3 separate regions of the Mus musculus genome follow, and regions 2 and 3 are each linked to region 1. A link is a contact called in public HiCAR-type and HiChIP or PLAC-seq data. All regions are on one chromosome and are shown on one strand. Each heading gives the region's core, a stretch centred on a gene start, on an enhancer-like site or on the middle of the called end of the contact. The rest is flanking DNA. Distances are from core to core; before and after follow the strand shown. Region 1 holds the start of Bmp6 (bone morphogenetic protein 6). Region 2 has its middle 27 kb from the start of Dsp. Region 3 has its middle 9.4 kb from the start of Gm40922.

The links. HiCAR-type assays count read pairs that join an accessible place to other places. HiChIP or PLAC-seq counts read pairs in DNA pulled down with a chosen protein or histone mark.
Region 2: a contact with region 1 is called in an HNF4G HiChIP or PLAC-seq map of pancreatic cancer cells. The contact joins the enhancer-like site here to the promoter of Bmp6 in region 1. A contact is called at or near these places in 7 of 39 promoter capture datasets (the 3T3-L1 cell line, 3T3-L1-derived adipocytes, hippocampal neurons and 3 more), 1 of 115 datasets of contacts at active chromatin or transcription factors (pancreatic cancer cells) and 1 of 9 other capture datasets (pancreatic islet).
Region 3: a contact with region 1 is called in a HiCAR-type map of astrocytes, with 2.7 times the contacts expected there. The contact joins the enhancer-like site here to the promoter of Bmp6 in region 1. A contact is called at or near these places in 2 of 39 promoter capture datasets (both in liver), 5 of 115 datasets of contacts at active chromatin or transcription factors (astrocytes, embryonic stem cells, fetal liver and 2 more) and 3 of 9 other capture datasets (adipose tissue, liver and pancreatic islet).

What each region holds. Positions count from the first base shown.
Region 1 is chr13:38,344,205-38,347,480 of GRCm38.p6, reverse strand. It overlaps Bmp6 (bone morphogenetic protein 6), which reads right to left and starts at 1,765. Exons shown (of 7, transcript NM_007556.3): 1 at 894-1,765. The coding sequence starts at 1,548.
Region 2 is chr13:38,122,356-38,125,631 of GRCm38.p6, reverse strand. No RefSeq gene overlaps it. Among named protein-coding and RNA genes, the nearest start is that of Dsp, 27 kb to the left of the region's middle. Within about 2 kb of position 1,756, at least 56 of the 459 cell types and tissues checked have an H3K27ac peak or open chromatin away from gene starts, as enhancers often do. A contact at or near this core is called in pancreatic cancer cells, where this site is marked.
Region 3 is chr13:38,543,848-38,547,123 of GRCm38.p6, reverse strand. No RefSeq gene overlaps it. Among named protein-coding and RNA genes, the nearest start is that of Gm40922, 9.4 kb to the left of the region's middle. Within about 2 kb of position 1,448, at least 44 of the 459 cell types and tissues checked have an H3K27ac peak or open chromatin away from gene starts, as enhancers often do. A contact at or near this core is called in astrocytes, where this site is marked.

The DNA of each region.
Region 1 (3,276 bases), core at 516-3,015:
GAAGCACTGACTCCGCAGTCTTTCTTACCCCACCTCCCTTTTCTGTTTACAGATGAGAGAAAACTTCGGGGAGGGGGGGACGTGACTCTGTCTGGGTTTGCCACAGAACATTAGTGGCAGAGCCCAATTTAGCCGCCCTCGACTTTCCATTCTGTTGCCTGGCAACGGAGTTCAGTAGAGCTCAGCGGCCAACCCTGGCCCCTACCCCCGCACCCTTTCTCTGCCCCCAGGAGCTTGGACAGCATTGATTGAAGGGTCAACCTTTTGGGACAATGGCCAAGGGCATGAGAGCGCAGGCACTGGGTGGATTACCCCAATTGCGCTGGAATCTCGCCCCATACTGACGCAAGCCCCGCCTGGCGGGGATTGGCACACCTTCCAAGGTCCTGGTGGGACCTTCCTCAGCCACCGAAGCCCTCCTTCCTCAACACCTGTGAATCTCTCTAAAGCATTCAGATCAGGTTCTCGGAGTTCTCAACTGCTGGGGGATTCCCTGACGGTCACTATGGGTAAAGCGGCACTCCGAACGTCCAGGGGGCAATGGAGGACAGTTCAGAGGGGAAAGAGTGCAGAGGACCTTATTCTTAGGAACCTTGGCCAAACTCATTTGCGTTGAAGTGGCCCGAGCTCGTCAGAAATAAGAATACAGGGAAAAGTGCCCCATGTTCCCCGAAAAAGACAACCTCTGCGGGCACCTCTGCGTGTTCCAGCTCCTCCCATTGCAGCGGAGCGCAGGCGAGCACTCGGCCGCGCAGGTGTCCGGAGCACCAGCTGTCCCACATCCCCGCCGCGCGCGCACGCGCGCGCTCCTCCACCTCTTCCCACCACCTGAGCCCAGGAGACTGCAAAGGAGGGATCTACCCTCCGCGCGATGCTACCCCCAAAATCCTTACCCAGGTTCACAAAGCTCATGACCATGTCCGCGTCGTTGAGGAAAGCGCTGTCCTGCGCGCTAGTCAGTGGGGACGCACCGCCACCGGGTCCCGGGGCCAGGAGACTCTTGCGGTTCAAGGAGTGTGCAGCGCCGGGAGACGGCTGCCTGAGCTGGGACGAGCTGGCCCCTCCGTGGGACCCAGGCTCTTGCCCCACACCCTCCGATGCCCCATCCTCTTCGTCGTCATTGGACAGGGCGTTGTAGAGATCCAGCATGAAGAGTGGAGCGGACTTCAGCCGCCCTGGAGGGGGCTCCTCGCGGGCCGTCTGCTGCTGCTGCTGCTGCTGCTGCTGCTGTGGCGGGAGCACCGGGGGCTGAGGCTGCTGGAGACCGTGCAGGGGCCGCGGCCTGTGCGGGAGCCCCAGCACCGACAGGATCTCCTTTTGCATCTCCCGCTTCTCGTGGGTCTTGAGCCGCCGATAGAGGAAGCCCGAAGAAGAGGACTGTGGCGGTGGCTGCTCAGCGCGCACCGGGCTCCCGCCGGCTCCCAGCAGCTGCCCCCCGGCGGCGGCCGCGGCTACCGGCAGAGGGGGCCGCAGTGGCGGGGGGCCGCAGCTGCACAGCAACCCCCACCACCAGCACAGCCACTGCGCCCTCCGCCCCAGCCCGGGCATCGCCGCCCAGCCCGGCTGCCCCCGCGGGGCCCGCGAGGCGTCGAGCGGCGGAGCGAGGCCGGAGCGCGGAGGCTGTGGCCCTCGGAGTGGGCAGCCCCCGCCACCTCTCGGCGGGCTCTCTTCCCGGTCCTGGCACTCAGTCCTTATCTCTCATGGTCATCCGCGGCGCCCCCAGAAGCCCGGGTGGAGAAGAGACGACGGGGCGACGGCCAGGATCCTCCACTCTCCCGCAGGTCTCTGGAGGCGCACGGGCTGAGTGAGCCAGGTGTGTCCTAGGCAGGACTGCGCTGCAGCCGGCGTCCCCGGGCGGGTCACGGCACGGTCACTCGCAGTCTGCACACGTGCGCTGCCCTGAACCCTCAGAGGCGGCTGGCCGAGGGGGGCCGGAGACGACAGATCAAGAGGTGGAGGCGATGCCGGGCACCATCCCCTCGCACGCCTCTCCTGGCTTGTAGGACAGTCGTGAAGTTTACTCCCCTGTGGGTCCCAGGCTGTGGCGTCCCTGCGTCCTAAAAAGCCAATTTTCTCCGCGCGGTTTTAACTTCCCTCTGGTCCGAAACTCAGCGCCCCTCCGCCTTCGGGCACCGTCTCTCCCCCTCGGAATCTCCGCGCGCCTCCCCAAGTGGAGGCGGCCACGATCTAGCTTTCCTCTCGGCAGTCTCTCGGGTGCCCGGAGGATCCCGCTCTCCGAGGCGATGAGAGAGACGAGGAGCGGAACTCGGAACGCAGGCTGCGGCGTCGGCTCGGGGATTCGCAGTCTCCCGCCTCTGCGCACTGCGCTCCCGGCCGCCGCCAACGTGGGCTTTCTGCTGCGCGTCTCGCTCAGGTACCGCACTCAAGCCCAGGAACGCCCTGCCCTACTCGGTAACGGACAGGCTACCAGCCAATGGAGAGGTGACTCTTGCGGGCTATTTACATAGGCCCACCCCCTTCTTTCACCCTCCCTTCTCCCAGGGCCTTGCCTCTGCCTAGCGAGCGTAGGTTTCTAGCACACAGAATTCTTGGAGGCATCAGGAGTTGCTTGGGCGGGTAAGAAAGGCAAAGAGGTCATTGCTAGGAAGACAGATCCGATCACGACCCCGATCTAAACTTTCTTCTTCCTCTGCTAAATAAAAGCAAACACAGCTATTTAATCCATGCCGTTACCGAAGGAGAAAATAGTATGACAGTTTTCTCCTTCTCTGCTCAGTTTCTCTTATTGATGGAATGTAGGCGTTTAGCAGACACGTGGCTCTCAAAGGCAGCTGCTGTAAGTTAAGACACACCCTGCGAGGAAGCTGCTCACACACTAGCTGCAAAGAGGGCAGGACAAGCCAAACCAGAGTCCTGGAGGTTTCCAGTCGGATATTTCAATTTATTTCTTCGTTTGGGCTGCATTTGAGTTCTTAAACTACAACCCAAACGAAAGGGGTTACGATCTGCTAGTGTTACGAGGAAAGCCTTCCCCATCCTCTTGCTAGTCTCTCAATGCAGTTGCCGTTGGCAATTGCATCTTAATGAGCTGAAATGCAATTATTAGACACACCGTTCCAGGTAAAACGTAAAGACGGTGGTAAAGATGGCCTTCAGCCAGGGCAGAAGCCTGGAAAGTATAGAAAATAGCCAGGATAATAAACAGGGCCCTCAACACAGGTTGCTTCTATCCTTGAACAAACTGGGACCACTCCCAACACTGCCTTCTACCAATAAACATGTCAATTCATGGCTCAAATGGCCACTCATCTCTAG
Region 2 (3,276 bases), core at 507-3,006, 220 kb after region 1:
TTAATCATTTTAAGTATACGGTTCAGCAATATTAAAATGCACTCATGGTATTGCCCCACCCACACCACCATCCATCTACAGAATTCTCTTTCATCTTGCAAAACTGAAACACTGTAGTCATTAACAAGAGAAAGGTAATTACCTTCCCTTGTCTCTGGAGACCTCCATTCCCCTTTCTGTCCATATGAATTTTGACTCTTCTAGGAAAACCAGGTAGGTGAAGTCATACAGTATTTGTTTTGTGACTGGCTTCTCTCATTTAGCATAATGTCCTCAGGGTTCCCCATATTGCAACCTGTGTCAGAATCCCCTTCTCCTTCAAAGCTAAACACTGCTCCATTCTGCAGTATAGTAGTTTCCTTTTTCAGCCACCACCAGTGGGCATCTAGGGTACTCTCACCTTTGGGCAGCAGTGAATAACGCTACAGGAACATGAGTGTGCAGACATCTCTTCTAGACCTTGCTTCTCGGCTGTGGGAATGGCTCAGTGGGTAAGGCACTGGTTACCCAAACCCAATGAGCAGAGTTTTGATCCCTAGAGCCCATGAAAGTTGGATGAGGTAGAGCATGCATTTGTAACCCCAGAGTGCCCCTATGGGCACCGGGAGGCAGCTGAAGGACAATCATCTAAAACTTGAGGGCAGCCAGCCTGCTATAGACGGTAATAAACAAGAAGAGAGACCCGGTTGAGGCCTAATTCTTGAGGTTGCTCTCTGACATCAACACATTCACCATGCATGTGGCTGTACACATACTCACTTTCACACACACACACACACACACACACACACACACACACACACATTAAAAAATAATCACACAATTGAATAGTAGCAGACATTGAAAGGGAAAGAATTCTGACACAGGCTGCAACATGTATGAACTTCAAGGACATTATACTAAGAGAAAGATACCAGTCAATACTCTCTCTCTCTCTCTCTCTCTCTCTCTCTCTCTCTCTCTCTCTCTCTCTACACACACACACACACACACACACACACACACACACACACACAGGCCCTGCTTCCAATCCTTTCAGTGTATATCCAGAAGTGGAATTGCTACGTGCTAGGTCTTATAATTCTGTGTTTACTTTTCCTGAAAGACTGCCATTTTGTTTTCCAAAATGACCAAACCATTTTATTTTCCCCAGAACAATACTCAAAGCTTCCAACTCTCTGGATGTTTGCCAACCCCTGTTCTTTTCTGTTTGGTTTTCGGCTTGGATCGTATCCATCCTGGTGTTCATGAGCTGTATCCCTCTGCATTTCAAGTTGGTGTATGAACCCAGGCTACACCTTTCCGTAATTTGGTAGCGGTGTTGTGTACACATGTGCTCACAATGGACAGATGTTGATTGCGGTATGGTTATGGAGCATTCCTCCTGCTCTTTAACAAGCTTGCCAGGCAGTTTAGGAAGGCGCCATGTGAGTCCATCCCTTTTCTCTGTGATTCCCCCCTGCCTCCTCCATCTAGGTAAAACATGCCTGCTGCTCTTCTTTCTCTCTTCTGCACTGGCTACAGCTCTAGCTACACACAGAACAAAAAGAAGCCACATTTAAGAAGAGATTGGCCTATTTTGAGTCCATTAATGTTAATGGGCCCGGTCTTTAGGAAACCTGTTCTGACTTGATCAAGGGTGCTTGGTCTAGGCAAATTCTTCACCTGACATTCAGAAGGTGTGGCAGACAGGACAGTGAGGAGTGACTCATGCTTGCCTGGGAGGCCCTGCCCAAGGAGGGGCCCTTTCTCCTTCTCCTCCTCCTCTTCCTCCTCCTCCTCCGTGTTTTTCCTCTCTGTCTGTTTCATGCTCTCTGGCCTCCTTGCTTCTCAGCACCCTGGGAAACAGCGACTGAGATGACACAGGATGACTCACGCCCCATCTGACCCACAGGGAAGGCTGGGTGGCTCTCATTCTGGAGCAGCACAGGGCCTGAATGTCCCAACTCCACATGTCACTGTCCTTTCAGATCACTTTCTAACTCAAAGACCACCAGACCAGTGTCATCGCCCAAGGTGGGAGGTTATTACCATCTGGAACCAGGATGTTGATGCCCCCAAGGGCTATGAATGAAGTTTCCGGTGTATTCTGACCCAGGGTCAGAAGCATAAAATTACAGTCTTTTAAGGTTGAATGGGATTAAAGTTATACCATACTGTAGAATTTCGAGATGAAGCCTAGTGGGTAGCTCAGCTGGTAGAGTGCTGGCCTACCAGAATAAAGGCCTGGCTTCAACCCCCAGCACTCCCAAAACCAAGGACGGTGGTACAATCACAGTGCACAGAAGATTGAAGGCCGAGGGATAGCTTTGGCTATAGCAAGTTCCAGACCAGCCTGGGCTACATGAGACCCTGTCTCAAAATAACAAAACCATTTTAGGCATAAAGTATGTGTATTGTTGTTTCTATTCCAGGCGTGCTCAGGTAAAGCCCATTATTTAAATTTCAGGAAATGAGGAATGTTGCCAGACACTGGTTTTGAATTTGGCAGCATGAAATGATTTACATCTCAAACACTGGCAAATATCCGCAGAGCTTGCAGCTCTCTCTATACATTGTTGATCTTCTATAAAGTCTTCATTCTCTTCGCTCATAAATAAGAATATTCGGGCCCATAAAGGCAAATGTTTTTACCCAGGACCATTGTATTCATTAACAACAGAATTTAGAATCCAAATCTTGTGCATCAGTGATATCAGATCCCTAAAGTGTAGGCTGCTCGCCAAGAGTAAGTATTTAAAAGAAAAAGATACCCCCAAAACCTCATGAGGACCAGTGAGATACCTGGGTCGGTAAAGGCACTTGCTATGACCCGAATTTAATACTTAGAACCTACATAAAAGTGGAAGAAGAAAAAGGACTCCTCCCAGTATTCTCCTGGCCTCCTCATGCAAACCATGGTTCACACCTACACCAAAGCACACATCTATCATATGTGTAAACACACAACAAAAAAATTAAATACATAATAAACAGGAGGAGGATGTTGCTGCGGCAGAATGACAAATAGCCACGCTGGAAACAGGTTCCAGGAGAAAGCGATTACCCATTGTCAGCCGTTCAATAGTCTAGGCTGAATATTGAGCAATGCTTTCTTGGACACAACTTAGTATTTGCAACATCATCAACAATAGATTTGGTTGCTCTCAAGGAAATAGTAGACATCTGTTAGACTTGAGCCAACAGCTTGAAGAAAACATAGTGATTGAAAAAACATCAGGAAAGATACGTTATCAGGACGTGCTCTCTTGTAAGCACGAGTTCAAACGAAACCGA
Region 3 (3,276 bases), core at 199-2,698, 200 kb before region 1:
GTGTGTGTGTGTAGGGGGGATTGAATGAAAAGTTTCTCTTAGAGGGTCATATCTTTGAATGCTTGGTCCCCAGTTGGTGGCACTCTTTGGACTGAGTATGACAGGGAACCTTGCTGGAGAAGGTACATCTCTTGGGGTGGGTTTTGAGAGTGTATAACCTTACCCCATTTCAGTTTTACTTCCGTTTCCTGATGTGGTGACAAAATGTGACCAGCCAGCTGCCTTCTACAGACACCTGCTGCCTTTACGGACTTTCCCGTGGAGGTGTAAGACAAATTAAACTCTTTGTCTCTAAGTTGCTCTCGGTCATATTTTATGCCAGCAACAGAAAAGTAACCTAACACAGAGCAAACCATAAAAGTTATTCTGGTGTTAGAAAGAAGTTTAGATGTTACAGATAGATTAGCTATGCCTGAAAGTGAGCTGAAGAAATGTGGCTTCCTTTATTCTACAAACACTAACAGAAATGTCTCTTGGCAGTTTCATCACCCATGATGTGTGTCTCTGAGAGCCTTGGGGTACTCTCCTCAGCAGAGGGTCTGGGCAGTGGAGACTTCAGGATGTCTCCTTCATAGACAGGACACTGTCTAGAGCTAGCTTAGACTTCTTTCTTGTTCACCTTTCTTATCATCTCTTGCTGTTAGCCAGAGCTAGAGATTTGTTCAGCTGGGTGAGTGAGTGCTTGCCCCACATGCAAGAAGCCCTGGGTTTAAATCCCCAGCATGGGATAAACTGCGTGTGATGATGCATACCTGTAATCCCAGAATCTAAGCATTTGAACTTGAAGGTCGTCTTCAGCTATGTAGTTTGTGACCAGTCTGGGATACACGAGATGGAAGAGGAAGGAAGAGGAATAAGAGGAAGAGAAGAGAAAGAAAAAAGGTGAAGATAAAAGATACTTTCTTCAAAGAACTATATATCAATTGGCCCAAGCCACGATGCCACCAATCATTCATTCTAGGAATCCATGTCTCCAAAATGGCAGCATATCCTGGGGTTGGTGTCACCAAGGGAAATCGTGGTTCACTTTAATATGGTCTTCATAATAAAGTATTATAATTTGGGGACCATAAAGATTAGGAAAATATTTTTTAACAGAGATGCAGAAACTGGAAGTTCATGCCACCATCTTTATAAAGAAAACAGAGACTTATAATCTAGTAGGAAAGATCTTCATTACATCCTGAAGCTTTTCTTCTTGTAGAAGGGATGGTCTCCCTTTTCCTCTTGTGTGACCCCCTCTCCCTCTGTGTGTGCCTGTGTCTTATATCTTCTTCATTTTTATATAAATGACTATAGAAAGGACTATAAATGCCCTCCTGTTAGTTTAGTTGCCTCTTGCATGGCCCTGTCTTCAGACAGTCACACTCTGAGGTCCTTGGGTTTAGGACTTCAGCTCGTAATAGACAGCATGTTCAACAGCCAGGGCTCTGAGCCCAGACCCACTCAGCCTGCCCAGGCAGAATTACACCCTTGTGACTAGGAAGGATCACTTAAGACTCTCAAGGACAGTCCCATGCGGATTTGGCTTCAGAGCCCTAAGGCAAGATCCTATCACTAACAAAGCCTTCAAAACCCAGCTCTTAGTGTCTTAGAAGAAGGACAAACTCAGACAGTCGAAACATTTTTCCTCCCTGGGGAAAGAGTAGATTTCTTCCTCCCCTTCTGCCAACAGAAGTTTCCAGAGAGTATAGGGTATTTAAAAAAAAAAATCCATCTGAGGGCCTCATTAGCATGACTATTTTGCAGACAAAAACCTCTGCCAGCAAGACTTTGGCAAAGCTAACCTGTAAGTCAGAAATTCCACACTTGTAAGCCTTAGTGACACAGATGTGAGTGACCACTTCTGGCGACATGCAGCTGGCTCTGCTGGGGACCCTAGGAGCTTCCTGGCTGTACCCAGCAACCTCGCCCACCTCTAGCTGCCATGCTATTCTTTCTGGTAAGGTGGGGGGAAGCCGATGAGAGTCAGAATTTGGCTGGACCACAGAAACCATGCCACCATGTTTATAAAAATCACAGAGACTTTTTAATCTAGTAGAAAAAAAAGTCTTCATTACATCATTAAGGTGCGTCCACCATTACACGTCCTTGATGTATTTTATATTATGTTTGACTTTCATGGGTGAAGCTATGGAACCGTCTATGTTTAGTTAAGCATTAAGCAAGAAGGCACAGCCCAGTAAATACCAGACACTCAAGACCTAGAACACTGGCACCAAGGTGCACGATTTCACAGCTCTCCAGATATTTGTAAATCTTTAGAACTAAGACTTTAAAGTAATTCCACCAGCTCAAGACCATCAGTGTTAACAGTGGATAATGATGATTGTGACGGATAATATTGATTACCAGTTTGGCAGGTTCTAACGTCAAGGAAGCAAGTCTGCTGGGCATGCTGGTGAGGGGTCATTTTAATTATGTTAATTTGAAATGGGAAGACCCACCCTAACTAGGAGGCAACTTTCCACAGAATCCCAGAATGAAGAAGAAGGTGAGCTGAGCAGTAGCAACCAATCAGTCTCTGCTTCCTGACTGTGGATGCCCTGTGTGAGGAGCCGCCTCACCCTCCTGCCTTCTGCTATGATGGACTGTACCCCGGAATCATGAGCCAGAATAAACGCTTCATTCTTAAGTTGCATTTATCAAAGTATTTTAGCCCAGCAAAAGGGAAAGTAACCAATGCAGTATATTTGATGTTTATACATAGATTAAAATGAAATTTAAAAAAAGAAGGTAAAGGGAAAATGTTGTGGCTTATTCCTAAAAATCTCAGCCCTGAGAAGGCAGAGGCAGAAGGATCGCTGCAAGATTAAGGTCAGCCTGAGCTATGTAACAAGGCCAGCTAAGGCTACATAGTGAGGTAGCAACAAAAACTCTGAAGTAACAAGGACTAGATAATGACATACCCAGAAGAGATTAAAGATGAACCCAAATTCCTCATATGTGGGCATGTGCATGTGTGCACATATGTATGTGTGTGCATGCACGCACTCGTGTGCATGTGTAGCAGAAGTCAATGCCAGGTGTCTTCCTCACTGAACCTGGAGTTCACTGATGAATTCCACTGGTCGACCAGCATAGTCCAGGAATCCACCTGGCTCTACTTTTCCATCACTGGGATTATTATTAGATGTTACCATGGCACCCAGCTTTCATATGGGTGGTGGGGTGCCAAACTCAGGCCCTAGTGCTTGTGCAGGTGGCACATGATATAGCTACAAGCCTATGTGGGCCAGGGAGAGGAGTGTGGTGATTTGCGTAAGATTGGCCCCC